3 separate regions of the Mus musculus genome follow, and all the other regions are linked to region 3. The links are chromatin contacts, called in public Hi-C maps. All regions are on one chromosome and are shown on one strand. Each heading gives the region's core, a stretch centred on a gene start, on an enhancer-like site or on the middle of the called end of the contact. The rest is flanking DNA. Distances are from core to core; before and after follow the strand shown. Region 1 overlaps Cnst (consortin, connexin sorting protein). Region 2 has its middle 18 kb from the start of Sccpdh. Region 3 overlaps Kif28 (kinesin family member 28).

Region 1 (4,083 bases), core at 1,437-3,936, 87 kb after region 3:
TCTGCACTGATTGGTCTCCTTGGCCATGTTTTGAAGTTTTCAGCACATAATAAGCCCGTCTTTTTTTTTTTTTTTTCTAAAGTTATTTATTTATTATATGGAAGTACACTGTAGCTGTCTTCAGACACACCAGAAGAGGGTGTCAGATCTCGTTACGGATGGTTGTGAATTACCATGTGGTTGCTGGGATTTGAACTCAGGATCTTCGGAAGAGCAGTCAGTGCTCCTAACCCCCGAGCCATCTCTCCAGCCCTAGTCCAGTCTTTTAAATGCTCCTGTGAACAAATCTTTTTCAGATCATTAATCGAGATGCATAGAAACAACAGATTGTGTGTGTGTGTGTGTGTGTGTGTGTGTGTGTGTGTGTGTGTGCATGACCTTGAACTCGGCAACACCTTTGAATTTGTCAGTCTGGAGCTTTCATGTGGCTTCTTTGCTGTCATCTGTGAAGTTTTCCTTCCTGTCTTCCAAACTGGATGTCTGTTTCTCCCATCTACTTTCTTCAACTTTATCTTCCTTGCTATGCTGAGCAGTGATAGAGAACGGGTACCCTTCCTCCTTCCTGATAGATCACAGCTCAGCCTTTTAGCATCGCTACCTGCACATTCCTCAAAGCCCTTCAAAGACCCTCCTAGTCTTTTCCTAATCTTCGTTTAATCACAAAAGAACGATCGATACCTTTTTTACACCCATAATTTTCCATATGGTGACCATAATTTCCCACCCCCATATGTTCTACCAATGTCACACCAAATTCCTTATGTAGAACTGTCCTTGCACTGTCTGTCTGTCCATGCAGTCTGGACATTTTAAGTGTGCAGAGGAAGCTCGCTCATTTGCATTTTCTTGGTGACTTTTAAGAGTCAGTATCTTTTCATGTACTCATTGGCTATTTATATGTTCTCTCTTATGAGGCCTTTCAAAGTTGTCATAATTCTGAATATATATATGTATATATATATATATATATATATATATATATATATATTCTAAATTTATAAGGTCTTCAATGAATTCATTGTGAGGCTCTGACTGTCAAACCTAATGACTTGAATTTGATCCCCAGGACCAAATGGTGGAAGGAAAGAACTGACTTTTAAAAGTGTCCCCGGCTTCCACACACACATGGGCAAGGACCCACTGCCCACACCAACACAACTTTACAAAAACATTGTGACTATTGTCTTGCATCTGATTACTGCCTCTCATTTTCCTAACATTATATGAAAAGCACATTTTTAAAAAGTCCAACTATCACTTCCCTTTTACCCTCTCTTACTGTGCTCTAAGAAATCCCTTTTTATACAAAAGTTACCAAGCTAATCCTGGGTTCTTCTAGTGACCCTATAGTTTTAGGTTCCAGGCCTGAAGCCTATTCATTTCAGATTTAATTGTTTATGCTAATTAGTTTCACGACTAGACGTGCAATTTTGACAGTGTTATTTGTTGAAAGGGCCTGGCTCCTTTGTGGATCACTTGGGTGTGCTCATGTGGCCTTTAGGTCTCCCTAGACACCAGTCTGACTGCTGTAGAACAAAACGTTGAAAAACAGGCAAAGGGCCTCCAACCATCTTCTAGGTCAGCTGTCTCTCAAGCATTTTAAACTGTCAATTTCTAAAAATTGCTGCAATTTGAATTTGAATCATGTCTGTTACCTCTATGAACAATTGGCTCTGTGAATGGCCAACAGTCTATTACTGAGCCATATACTCGGTTTGGTTTCTTGAGACAAGGTCTCAATGTGTAACCCAGCCTAGGTTGTCACCTTCAAAAACACAGGCGACAATCTCTGGCTGGTCTGGGAATAACCAACTAGGCTGGCTGGCCAGGAGACGTGGGCATCCTCCTGCCTCTACTTTCCTACACAGAGACTGCAAGTGCGTTTTCACGTGGGATCCTGAGGTCCTTGTATTTACTGGCCAGGCAGGTGCTTTACTGGCTGAGCTGTCCCTGCCTCTCTGACTCTGTCCTAGCAACTATTTTCTTTAAAAGATTTTGGACATAGTGGTGGACTAGCAATAGTGACTTTAGCTTCTTGGTTTTCTCACTGTCTTTATCTTGTTTCACTATTGGTCTCATAAAATGGGCCAGCAGTACTTTTTTTTTTTTTAAGAGCATTTTGTGCCCTGAGTACTTCTTAAATGACTGCCATATTGACTGGCAACACTCTCTAGCCCTAGTTTTCCTTGTGAGGTGGTTTTCAATTCAGGGCAATTAAGACTTTACTTATTTATCTGACACTGTCTTGTGCACAAGGGGCAAACAAGCACCAGCCTGAACCCTTCTGTTTTGAACAGCAAGCTTTGGCTGAGATGATTCCCACTGCTAGAAACCTGCCTGCTACCAACTGAGCAGTGCTCACAGCGGCTGTGATGCAGTACTGGTTACATAGTAACCACCAGACCTTTGGCAGTCAGGAAAGATGGCTGCTTGACTTTCCTATCAGCTGCTGTGAGTTCCTTTATTCCCAACAGTGCAGAATGAAAGAACTTGAATTTCCAATCCTCTAGGTAGCACGTTGTTACCTAGTTTCTTTTTGGTTCCTTCTTTACAAATACATTCCCTTATCAGACGCAAGCTCTTTAAGCCGAGTGGGGCCCCCAGCCCTCTCACTGTGCTTACAGGGCTGGCAATCTGATGTGTGTAAGGGGGCAGAAGGCAGCAAACACGAGCTGCTCAGCACCAGACACAAAGCCACGCCCAGCTTACTACATTGCTATTAAAGTCCAAAAGCCCCAGAGGCACTCGTACAGTCTCTGCAGGTGCAGGTCATGTGAGGGAAACAGAAGTGTAGTGGAGCCGAGCATCACCAAACCTGTGGCTTAGAGATGTACATGTGCTTATTCAGACACAGAATGCATCAATGTCAAAATACTACAAACGCCACACAAGATCAACTGTGCCCAAAGCAATGAGAGCTTACAGAGGTCTGCCTGCTAGCAGTAGGATGAAGAACCCAGCCTCTCGAAGGGGATGAGCAGGGACGGAGGGGAACAAGAGTGTACCAGGTAATGAAGATGCTCAAAATGCATTATCTACACGTATGCAAGTGTCATAATGAAACCCAGTATTAATAGATGCTAATAATGAAAAATAACCCGCCTATGTATGGGGAGTGAGTGTCACAAAGGCCAGTGTCAGGAAAGGAGGTCACCAGCCGAAGGCTTCTTTGGTCTCCATTTTCCCTCTGTTCAACACCCACCGCCCCACCCTGGCCCCACCCAGTCCTTCCTCACTGCTCCCCTTAGGCTATGTTGTCCTGCCATTCAGGAGACCCAAATCACATCTGCCCTTGCAAAATAAGCCTGACCTTCAAACTTCAGCTCCTCAGCACCTCTCACACCCCAATTCACAGACTGATAAAATCAGACTCTGGACTTGATTTTCAAGTCTAAAAGGATGCAGCACTTGAGAGTGGAGCCTGGTTACTAGTCAGGCAGAGAGGTATTTTAAAAGCTGAGAACTGTTACTTAGGGACGTTACGATGTCCTCAAAATAGAGGTGATAAGATGGCTCAGTGGGAGAAAGCGCTTGCTCTCAAGCGCATGACCTGAGTTTGAGCCTCTGGACCCTAATGGTGGAAGGAGAGAAGCGACTCCGTTAAGTGTTCTTCTGACCTCCACATGGACACTGTGGCACAATTGTGGTCCCTCCCCAAAATATGTGAATGTAATTAAAAAAAAAAAAGACTTGCTCCAAATAGCTGGCATCTCCTTCAGGGACTGGCCCGACCTCTGGCATTATAGTTTGCTTTCAAGCACGTCCCCCAACACCCAAAGGGTTCAAATAAATTCTCGGAGACATTTTGTTGGTGTAGATTTTAAATTACAAGCTTGATTTGACACCCTCAAATACAGTTCTTCAGAACTCTAGGTATAAATAGTTGTCAGTACTTTCAAATGAGAGGAGGAGTGACATTTCAGCATAGTTGTCTGATGCTTGTACGTAGGATAGCATCCTCTCACCTGCAGGGGGATACTCCAATTCATGCAATAAATGACCATTACAGGTTTCAAAGGTACCCTAGGTTTTCTAGGTGAGAGTTCACACCCACTTTAGGTCACGAGGTCAGTCTGCTCCCGA
Region 2 (4,147 bases), core at 485-2,984, 65 kb after region 3:
CGAACACTGGTTTCCTGACCCCTTGCTTAGAGCCACAGGTCTGGATGGAGCTGGAGGCAGAACGCTTATGGCTTGCGAAGAAATGTCAGTTATATGGTGAGATGGAACCTGGTGTAACTTGTAGGTCAGGGACAGCTGAAAGACCCACAATGTGAGGGCTCCCCCACGTTCTGACTCAGGAGAGGCGACACCCCAAAATCACCCACAAGAAACGGGTCTTGCTGCAAATTGCAAGAGGATTTTTATTCAAGAGCGCTCTCGGGCCCATGGTCATACACCACGCAGGGGTAGAGGACCGTGGCGCCCCGAGTAGCTGGGTAAGGGGGTATTTAAAGGAAGAAACCGAAACTCAAGGAAGTGGGGAGGACGTTGTTGGAAGATACCAAAGATACCAGTTAAGAGTCACAAGGAAGTGTAAAGTTACAAGAGTCACAAGGAATACCTGGTAATTGTTAACTCTCAAGACAGCTTCTAAGAGCCTCTAACAATAGCACATTTGCATTGCAGGTTCTGGTAATGGTCAGGGTGACTTTCTTTGAATGAGCGCTCTTTGAACCCAGGAAGCGGGTGGGTGGAGGAATGTCGCTATCTCTTTTATGATTAGCATACCTTTACAAAGGCCACATTCCCAAGCCTGGGCCTAAAGGCCTAGAATTCTGTTTTTACGTTGTTATACTTTCACAGCCACAGCGAGGCAAAGCGGTGGCCTGAGTTTCAGAGTCTGTAAGGACCTCAGAAGCAAGAAGCTTCACCCCCCCCCTTTTGAAAGTGACAGTCATGATGCCACTTCATGGATGATATAAGTGGTGTCAGCCACCATCTGGCACAAGGAAGGAAAAGTGTGGGGAACAGGCTGCAAATGAGCTAAGAAAATGCCTGAGAGCAGAAGATGGCAGGCTTATGGTTGGCACCAGCTCACCTGGCTACGGCAGTGACCTTGGACATGCCACTCACAGACTCCGACCTCCTGCTTTTTCCCAGAAGGAAGAGTTAATTCTTGCTTTGTTGGGAAGGATGTATTTTGCAGGAATTAGGGCTGGGTAAAGTCTGAGTTCACTTTCTGACTCAGCCACTTTCTAAGTGTGTGCCTGTGGGATGTTTCTGAATTCCGTTCTTCTATGTACAACCTCATAGATCTGATATGAACTTAAGGCAGGTAACAGTTTTCACCAGGTCCTGGAACACAGAGGGTCTCAGCTAATGTTGGTTTCCCCTTCTTAACTCCTGCAGCCTTTGCTACCAACAGACACAGCCCAAACGTGTACCCTGCTTGTATTCTTTAGGAAGGATGTTTGTTGGCCTTGTTGCCACAAAATTTCAGATTTCAGGAGGCCAAGGGACATGTTGCCTAGCACTGAGTTCAGCACACAGTCGGCACCGAACAAACAAATCTCTGTGCCAGACAAAGGGACAGAAAAAGCACAGACCTTGACACATCCACCCGTCAGGCTGATGTTGGAGAACATCAACCAGTTCTTCCCGAAATGTTCCTGGGAACAGTGGCCCCATGGCTGCTAATGGGGAAGGAACGGACACAGTCACCTACACAACAGAGTGAGTGGAAAACCTTTCTTCTGCCTGTTGGTTACTTTTCTGTGGCTGTAATAAAATGCTGCCACCAAGAGCCAGTTATAGAAGAGCGAGGGATTTTGTTGCTTGCTTTGGGGCTGATGTTTCCAGAGGGTTATCTGGCAGCGGCAGGAACAGGAAGCTGAGGAAGTGGGGTGGGGTTGTAGACACTGATGTACTTCCTCCAACAAGGCCACCCTGCTCTCGGGAGGTGCTCTAGTGCTGCCTTTGGAGAGAGGCTTGTTGTTTGTTTTTGAGACAGGGTCTCCTATAACACAGCTTGGCATTGAACTCACCAAGAATGACTTTGATGTCGGATCCTCCTTCCCTTCCCCCAACTGCTGGGGTAGCTGTGTATCACCATGCCCGGAGATGTGCATAGCATCAAACCCAGGGCTCTGCAAATGCTACGCAAGCTCTGACTGTGAACTTGAGCTACATCTGATGTGTTTATAAAAAGATAAAGAGAGGAGAGATATGTTCTATGGAAGTGTAGTGAGGTATGGGGGGAGGGGTGCCTCCTCGGGCCCATGCCAAGGCACCCCTTCCTCCCTGAGTGACCAGCCACAAGATGGTATAGTATAGAATCGAGTTTATTCAGGGCATGGGGAGGGGAGTTAAGAGGGTGGTAGAGTCAGGGAAAGGCAGAGAGAGGGAGAGAGTAGAGGAGTAGAGGCCAGCCGTGAGCACGTGGAAGCAGTGAAAGAGCAAGAGAGAAACAAGAGAGGAGCAAGAGAGAGAGGAGGGGGCAAGCATCCCCTTTTATAGAGGGTCAGGGCTACCTGGCTATTGCCAGGTAACTGTGGGGTGGAGCTTAGACAGAATGCTAACAGCATCCCTCTCGTTCTGAATCCCCTCTTTGTTGTTGTTGCTTTTTATTCTTTTATTTTTTCTAGACAGGGTTTCTCTGTATATCTCTGGCTGTCCTGGAACTCATTCTGTAGACCAGGCAGGCCTTGAACTCACAGAGATCTGCCTGCTTCTCCTTCAGCCTCCTGAGTGCTGGGATTAGAGATGTGTGCCACAGTTGCCCTGCCAGTCCTGATTTCTAAATGTGTTGTAAAAAATCCTCAGCTGACCATCCCAAAAACTGTTTCAGATAAAGGGAGAAGGTGGCCCTGTGGTTCCTTATCAAAGGGCCCTGTACAAGGAGTGATCATAAGGCCAGATGTTTCTGAGAGATCTGTTTCTTAGGGGATGATATGAGAAGACGGGTGATGCACAGACACTTCTGCGTCCTTGTCTCAAACCTGGAGCCTGCAGCCTGTGGCACGAATGCCTGAGAGGAAGCCCTCATTCAATGCCTGGGCTGTGGAATCCACTTCAGTGTGGGAAAGCACGCATGATGCGTGCCTGCCACTCTGAGCTTTCACGGAAAACAAACTCACAGAGCTATTTGATCACCGCCCTCTGGAATCATGAAGGCACAACCTGTGTAACAGGAAGCAGGTCACCAACTAATCTCTTCAGAGTGGCGAGAAATGCACCTGCAGATCCCATGAAGATGAGAGAGAGGTCCAGCTTGACCCCTCCTGCTAACCTGCCCCCCCCCACTCCCCTCAAAACTGGAGACACAACAAAGGTTGGTTGAGTGGGCTATGCATTTGCTTTCAGAGTAAATTAACTATGATCTGGCTGTACCTAACAAAGTGGCAAAATCACCAAGCCCCCTAGTTCTTTTATTGACATTATCTTAGCGGTTGATGGTTGCCATAGAAACCAGCAGAGTGTCAAGTCTTCTCTCTCCCAGCCAGAGGAAGACCTGAAGTTATTCTGATCTGGGCCTTTTAAAAATAGAACCTGCCTCGGGGCTGGTGAGATGGCTCAGTGGGTAAGAGCACCCGACTGTTCTTCCAAAGGTCCGGAGTTCAAATCCCAGCAACCACATGGTGGCTCACAACCATCCGTAATGAGATCTGACTCCCTCTTCTGGAGTGTCTGAAGACAGCTACAGTGTACTTACATATAATAAATAAATAAATCTTTAAAAAAAAAAAAAAAAAAAAAAAAAAAAAAAAATAGAACCTGCCTTGATCTTTGAGGGAGAAGCCTCAGAGTTCTCCCTCAAAGTTCTTGAAAATGTTTTTGCCATGTGCTTTTATTATTATTATTATTTGCAATTTGCTTATATTAAAATTTTTAATTAAAAATGGAAAGACAAAATGTTTGGGGGCTGGGGAAATGGCTCAGCAGGTGTAGTCCTTGCCTTGCACACACAAGGACCTGAATTTGATCCCCAGGACCAGTGTTTAAAATGCTACATTGTAGCACACGTGTAATCCCAGCACTGGGGAGGGCAAGGTAGGCAGATCTGTGATGGTCACTGGCCAGCCAAGCTAGCCTAGCAGGTCTTAGACCAGAGAGACCTGGTCTCACAAAACAAGCAGATGGCTCCTGCGTAACAACAACTGAGGTTGTCTTCTGGCTTACACACACACACACACACACACACACACACACACACACTCACACACACACCTCATATGCACACAAGTACAGAAAAATATAAAAAGAAAAAAATTTCAGTTACACAAAATACAGTAAATCACCAGGAACTGGTTTAAGCCGGCAGTCCATG
Region 3 (4,490 bases), core at 1,660-4,159:
CTGGTGGGGCAAACCCTTGAGAATCTGAAGATTCAAAATTCTCAGCTTCAACAGGGTCTTCCCACACATCCTCATCCCAAGTTATAGGATCCCATTCTTTGCCAATTAATGTCCTTACTTTAACTGCTAACAGCCTCTGAGGCTGAGACTTGAATTTTTGCTGTAATTTAGCCAACCTTATAATAAGGGCTTCCGTTTGATTTTCTGCAACTTGAGCTCGGTGGCTGCTGGAGAGAAGATTCTCCTCAAGGACATAGTTAGCAACTTTTAGATTGTTTACTTGAGTCTGGAGTCATTCAATTTTATCATACAACTCCTTCTTTTCCTTCATCATTTGTTCCCTGAGATGCTAAGAGCAACCACCCAGCAAAATCATTTTCTGGTTTTTTTCCCCCATCTTGTAGAACGTTTTGTATACAGAATCACCTAATTCATCAAGATAATCAAGGGCATTAGCTTCTTTAAGCTTGAAATATAGTTTCAACCACAGATCTTGAATATTCTCTGAGCTCCCAAGAGGGAGAGACTCTGGAGAGGTTTCAGTAGTTGAAGGTGCTGGTGAATTATCAAACCAACTCCAGATTTTTAAAAGACTCATTCTTATACTTCTGCTCCTCTAGAACCACCTCACTCCTGGTACCAACTTCTGTATTAGAGTTCTCTAGAACCACAGAACTTATGGATAGTCTCTATATAGTAAGGGAATTTGTTGATGACTTGCAGTCTGTAGTCCAACTCCCCAACAATGGTCAGCAGCAGCTGTGAATGGAAGTCCAAGAATCTAGCAGTTGTTTAGTTCCACAAGGCAAACAGGAGAAGAGAGAGGGTATATCTTCCTTTTTCTAATGTCCTTATGTAGGTCTCTAGCAGAAGGTGTGGCCCAGATTAAAGGTGTGTGTTACCATGCCTTTAAACTCAGATGACCTTAAATTTAGAGATCTCCCTGTCTTAATCTTTTAGAATTCATAGCCACCATGCCTCAAGATCTCCATGTGAAGATCCAGGTCAGAAACTTGTTATCTCCCAGCCTCCAGATTAGGGACACTGGTGAGCTTTCCAATTCTGGATTGTGGTTCATTCTGAAAGAACCTAGTGGGGAAACCCCCACTCATTTTCCGTTTGGCGCGCACCCAAGAATCACGAACAGACAACCATCTTGATGTAAAAGCATGAGGTAGATTAATGACGGAGCTCCGGGCCGACCCGTATCTCCCGCAGGAGACAGAGGTGTCGACCACATGGTGGAGCCATAATGGCGGAGCTCCGGTTCGAAAAGTATCTCACACAGGAGACAGTGGTTTCGACCCCGAGGCTTGGAAGCTAGGGACTTTTATAGAAAAGGGGTGGGGCTGGGGGAGGAATTTGCGTGGTTTCACATGATTGGTCCATTTAAACATCAACAGACTGTCAGAAGGGCGGGAGATAGGGAGGTACCAGGCCAGTCAGGACAGGTATCGATGGGCCTGCCCGGGCATGTCCCGGCCTGTTCTGCTATTTTTTCAGCCCCAGGTTTTAAAGCTCACAAACAACTCTTTGGGCTACTTGACATACATTACATGAATCACAAGTCTCAAGTTTTATTTTCTTTTAATTCCAGATATAGTCAAGTTGACAACCAGGAATAGCCACTACAATTACATAAAATGTTTTGTGAATATTAGTTTCTTTTTTTTTTATCAGCACGTGTGTTCATGAGGTGTCTGTGTATGCATAGGTGGGAATGTCCATGTGTGTCTGTGTGTGCATGTGTGTGTGTGTGTTTGTGTGTGTGTGTATAAAGGACAGACAACCTCAGGAGGGTCATCCTCAGGAATGTCATCTACTTCCTTTGAGACTGGGCTTCTTGTTGGCCTGGAGCTCACCAATTAGACCACTGGCCAGTAAGCTCCATGGGTCCTCCTGCCTCTGCTTCACAAGTGTGCTCCAGTACATGTGGCATATTTATATGGGTTCTGGTATCAAACTCAGTACCTCATGCTTGCAAAGCAAGTACCCTACTGTCCGTGTCATTCTCCCAGCCCCAATGTTAGCTATTGTAATAGCATCGATGGTAATAAACTCCTGATGACCTAAGTCTGCTCCGGGGCCTTTCCAGATTGCAGCCCTAAGTCCAGCTGACATCTGTTATGAGGAAACCTTGTCGACACTGAGATATGCTGAGAGGTGGGTAGCTTGTGGGGGGTACCTAGTCATCATGTTCTGTGTCCTGAGTCACAACCCTGTTCAGCTCTACTTGATGGCTTGGTGTTTGGGCTGGGGGTCCAGTGGGGAGGACCAAGTGGCCCGGGAGAGGGGAGGAGGGGCTGGAGGGTGGGCTTGACAGTAAGGACGCAGGGATAAACACGGCAGTTGTTCTTGCTGTTCTCACAGGGATAATCACAAATTACATCATGGACCTTAAAGGTGGTAGTGTGTGGCCTTTAATCCCAGCATCTGGGAGTCTGAAGCAGGTGAATCTCAGTGAGTTAGAGCTCCAGCCAGCTAGGCAACAAAACCCTACAGTGCAGTTGTGCTTCTCCTAAGGGACCTTCAGACACTTCTCAGCCAGGGTCCCTTCCCAGCCTTCGTGGCTCAGAGGCAGTACCTTTTCACACCGCATTTTCTCCCAGTATCTGTAATGCAAGCTCAGATCTGTAGGTGGAACTCAGGCTTTAGGAACATTCTAGATGTTCTTCTCCCACCTGTTGCTGCAATTTTTGTTGTGTGTGTGTGTTTTTTTAAACATTTATTTACTTATTATATGTAAGTACACTGTAGCTGTCTTCAGACACCCCAGAAGAGGGCATCAGATCTCATTACAGATGGTTGTGAGCCATCCATCGTGTAGTTGCTGGGTGCTCTTAACTGCTGAGTCATCTCTCCAGCCCTCTTTGCTGTGTTTTATCAAAGGTGGCATAAGGTTGTGGGAGGGAGCAGCTCAGTGGCCCCAGGCCACCGAGGCGTTCCCCTGAGGGGACATGCCTAGTACATGCGACAGGCCTGGTACAAAAGGAAGTTTATTGGGGGAAGAGATGGGGACCTGGGAAAGGGGTAGAGACAGAGAAAGGAGGGGGACAGAAAAGGATGGGAAGAGAGAGGAGAGAAGAGAAGAATAGGAGACGGACAGAGAGATGGAGGGAGAAAGATGGAGAGATGTGGAGGGAGAGAAGGGTGAGGGGAGGAGGGAGGAGAGGGGCAGGGAGAAAGCTGGAGTAGCTAAGTAGTTCTTATGCGGGGGTGGGGGGGTTGAGGGGGCTGGGGGGGTTGGCTTGTGAAGGAAAATAAAATATTGTAACTTGTGAGTTTAAGAGCCCATGGCCCCAGCCTGGGACTAAGAACAAAGCAGAACAGCCCCCAGGCATGCCAGAGCCGGGCTGTTGATTAAGGCATTCCTAAGAACATCTTGACTGTAGGCTGTTGATTAAGGCATTCCTAAGAACATCTTGACTGTAGGCTGTTGATTAAGGCATTCCTAAGAACATCTTGACTGTAAAGATAAAAAGGTATGCAAGGACCAGCAGGGCTATATTATCTAAGTCAACACCATCTGGCCAGAATCTCCCCTCTGTCTATTGCCCCTTGACGCCGGGTAAAGTCATACATCAACTGGTTGCTATGTGAACAAAGATAAGCCCCCAGCCCACAGGAACAAAGTCCTGATGCCCTGTGTTCTTTCTGTTAATGTTTGAATAAGCCAATAGTGTGTCGCTATGCTGAATTCCACACCCCTGAGCCCATTACCCCATAAAAGCCCCTGGCTTTCGAGCCTCGTGGCCGACATCCGTTATCTCCTATGTGGGATGCATGTTGGTCCGGAGCTCCGTAATTAAACGTCCTCATGTAATTACATCAAGATGTCTGTTCGTGATTCTTGGGTGCATGCCGAGAATCGGGTGGGGGGTTCCCCACTAGGTTCTTTCACTTGCACCTGGCATGTGGCTGGCTAGGCAAGCTGTCCCTGGGTAACTGTTGGGCTAGTAGATTTCTGGGAGGGGTTGTGCACAGAGGGGCTCTGGGTTCTATCCACTCTGTCCTGGACTTTGGGCTTGGTGCAAGCCTCATTAGAATCTGTTTAAAATTTCTTTTTTCTTTTTTTTTTTTAAGATTTATTTATTACTATATGTAAATACACTGTAGCTGTCTTCAGGCACACCAGAAGAGGGAGTCAGATCTTGTTACGGATGGTTGTGAGCCCCCATGTGGTTGCTGGGATTTGAACTCTGGACCTTCGGAAGAGCAGTTGGGTGCTCTTACTCACTGAGCCATCTCACCAGCCCCTGTTTAAAATTTCTTTTGTGAAATAAAATGGCAAAGGCTTGAGACAGCTGTGGCGGTGAAGTCCTGTGGTAAAGCAGGTCTAATCCCCAACATCAAGATAAAAATAGCATAAGATACTCAGTTAAATTCAAATTTTAGATGGAGAGTAAGTCAGGTATGCCTGAGTTTCTGTGGTGACATGGGAGGTGGGGGCAGGAACAGAAACCCTGTGAGTTGACCGCAGCCTGTGGCAC

Evidence for each region. Hi-C and Micro-C count contacts between places; a contact is called where the count stands out from the background.
Region 1: a contact with region 3 is called in a Hi-C map of the G1E-ER4 cell line, with 2.2 times the contacts expected there. The contact joins two enhancer-like sites. A contact is called at or near these places in 7 of 484 Hi-C or Micro-C datasets (the CH12 cell line, the G1E-ER4 cell line, cochlea and 2 more), 1 of 115 datasets of contacts at active chromatin or transcription factors (embryonic stem cells) and 2 of 9 other capture datasets (adipose tissue and embryonic stem cells).
Region 2: a contact with region 3 is called in a Hi-C map of the G1E-ER4 cell line, with 4 times the contacts expected there. The contact joins two enhancer-like sites. A contact is called at or near these places in 2 of 15 datasets of contacts at CTCF or cohesin (the G1E-ER4 cell line and embryonic stem cells), 15 of 484 Hi-C or Micro-C datasets (the CH12 cell line, the G1E-ER4 cell line, MC3T3-E1-derived osteoblasts and 6 more), 2 of 115 datasets of contacts at active chromatin or transcription factors (both in embryonic stem cells) and 1 of 9 other capture datasets (embryonic stem cells).

The regions. Positions count from the first base shown.
Region 1 is chr1:179,627,199-179,631,281 of GRCm38.p6, reverse strand. Cnst (consortin, connexin sorting protein) reads right to left here. Exons shown (of 11, transcript NM_146105.3): 11 at 3,809-4,083. Among named protein-coding and RNA genes, the nearest start is that of Sccpdh, 39 kb to the left of the region's middle. Within about 2 kb of position 2,686, at least 21 of the 459 cell types and tissues checked have an H3K27ac peak or open chromatin away from gene starts, as enhancers often do. A contact at or near this core is called in the G1E-ER4 cell line, where this site is marked.
Region 2 is chr1:179,648,073-179,652,219 of GRCm38.p6, reverse strand. No RefSeq gene overlaps it. Among named protein-coding and RNA genes, the nearest start is that of Sccpdh, 18 kb to the left of the region's middle. Within about 2 kb of position 1,734, at least 25 of the 459 cell types and tissues checked have an H3K27ac peak or open chromatin away from gene starts, as enhancers often do. A contact at or near this core is called in the G1E-ER4 cell line, where this site is marked.
Region 3 is chr1:179,714,385-179,718,874 of GRCm38.p6, reverse strand. Kif28 (kinesin family member 28) reads left to right here. Exons shown (of 23, transcript NM_001370897.1): 8 at 2,096-2,163. Among named protein-coding and RNA genes, the nearest start is that of Kif28, 29 kb to the left of the region's middle. Within about 2 kb of position 2,909, at least 11 of the 459 cell types and tissues checked have an H3K27ac peak or open chromatin away from gene starts, as enhancers often do. A contact at or near this core is called in the G1E-ER4 cell line, where this site is marked.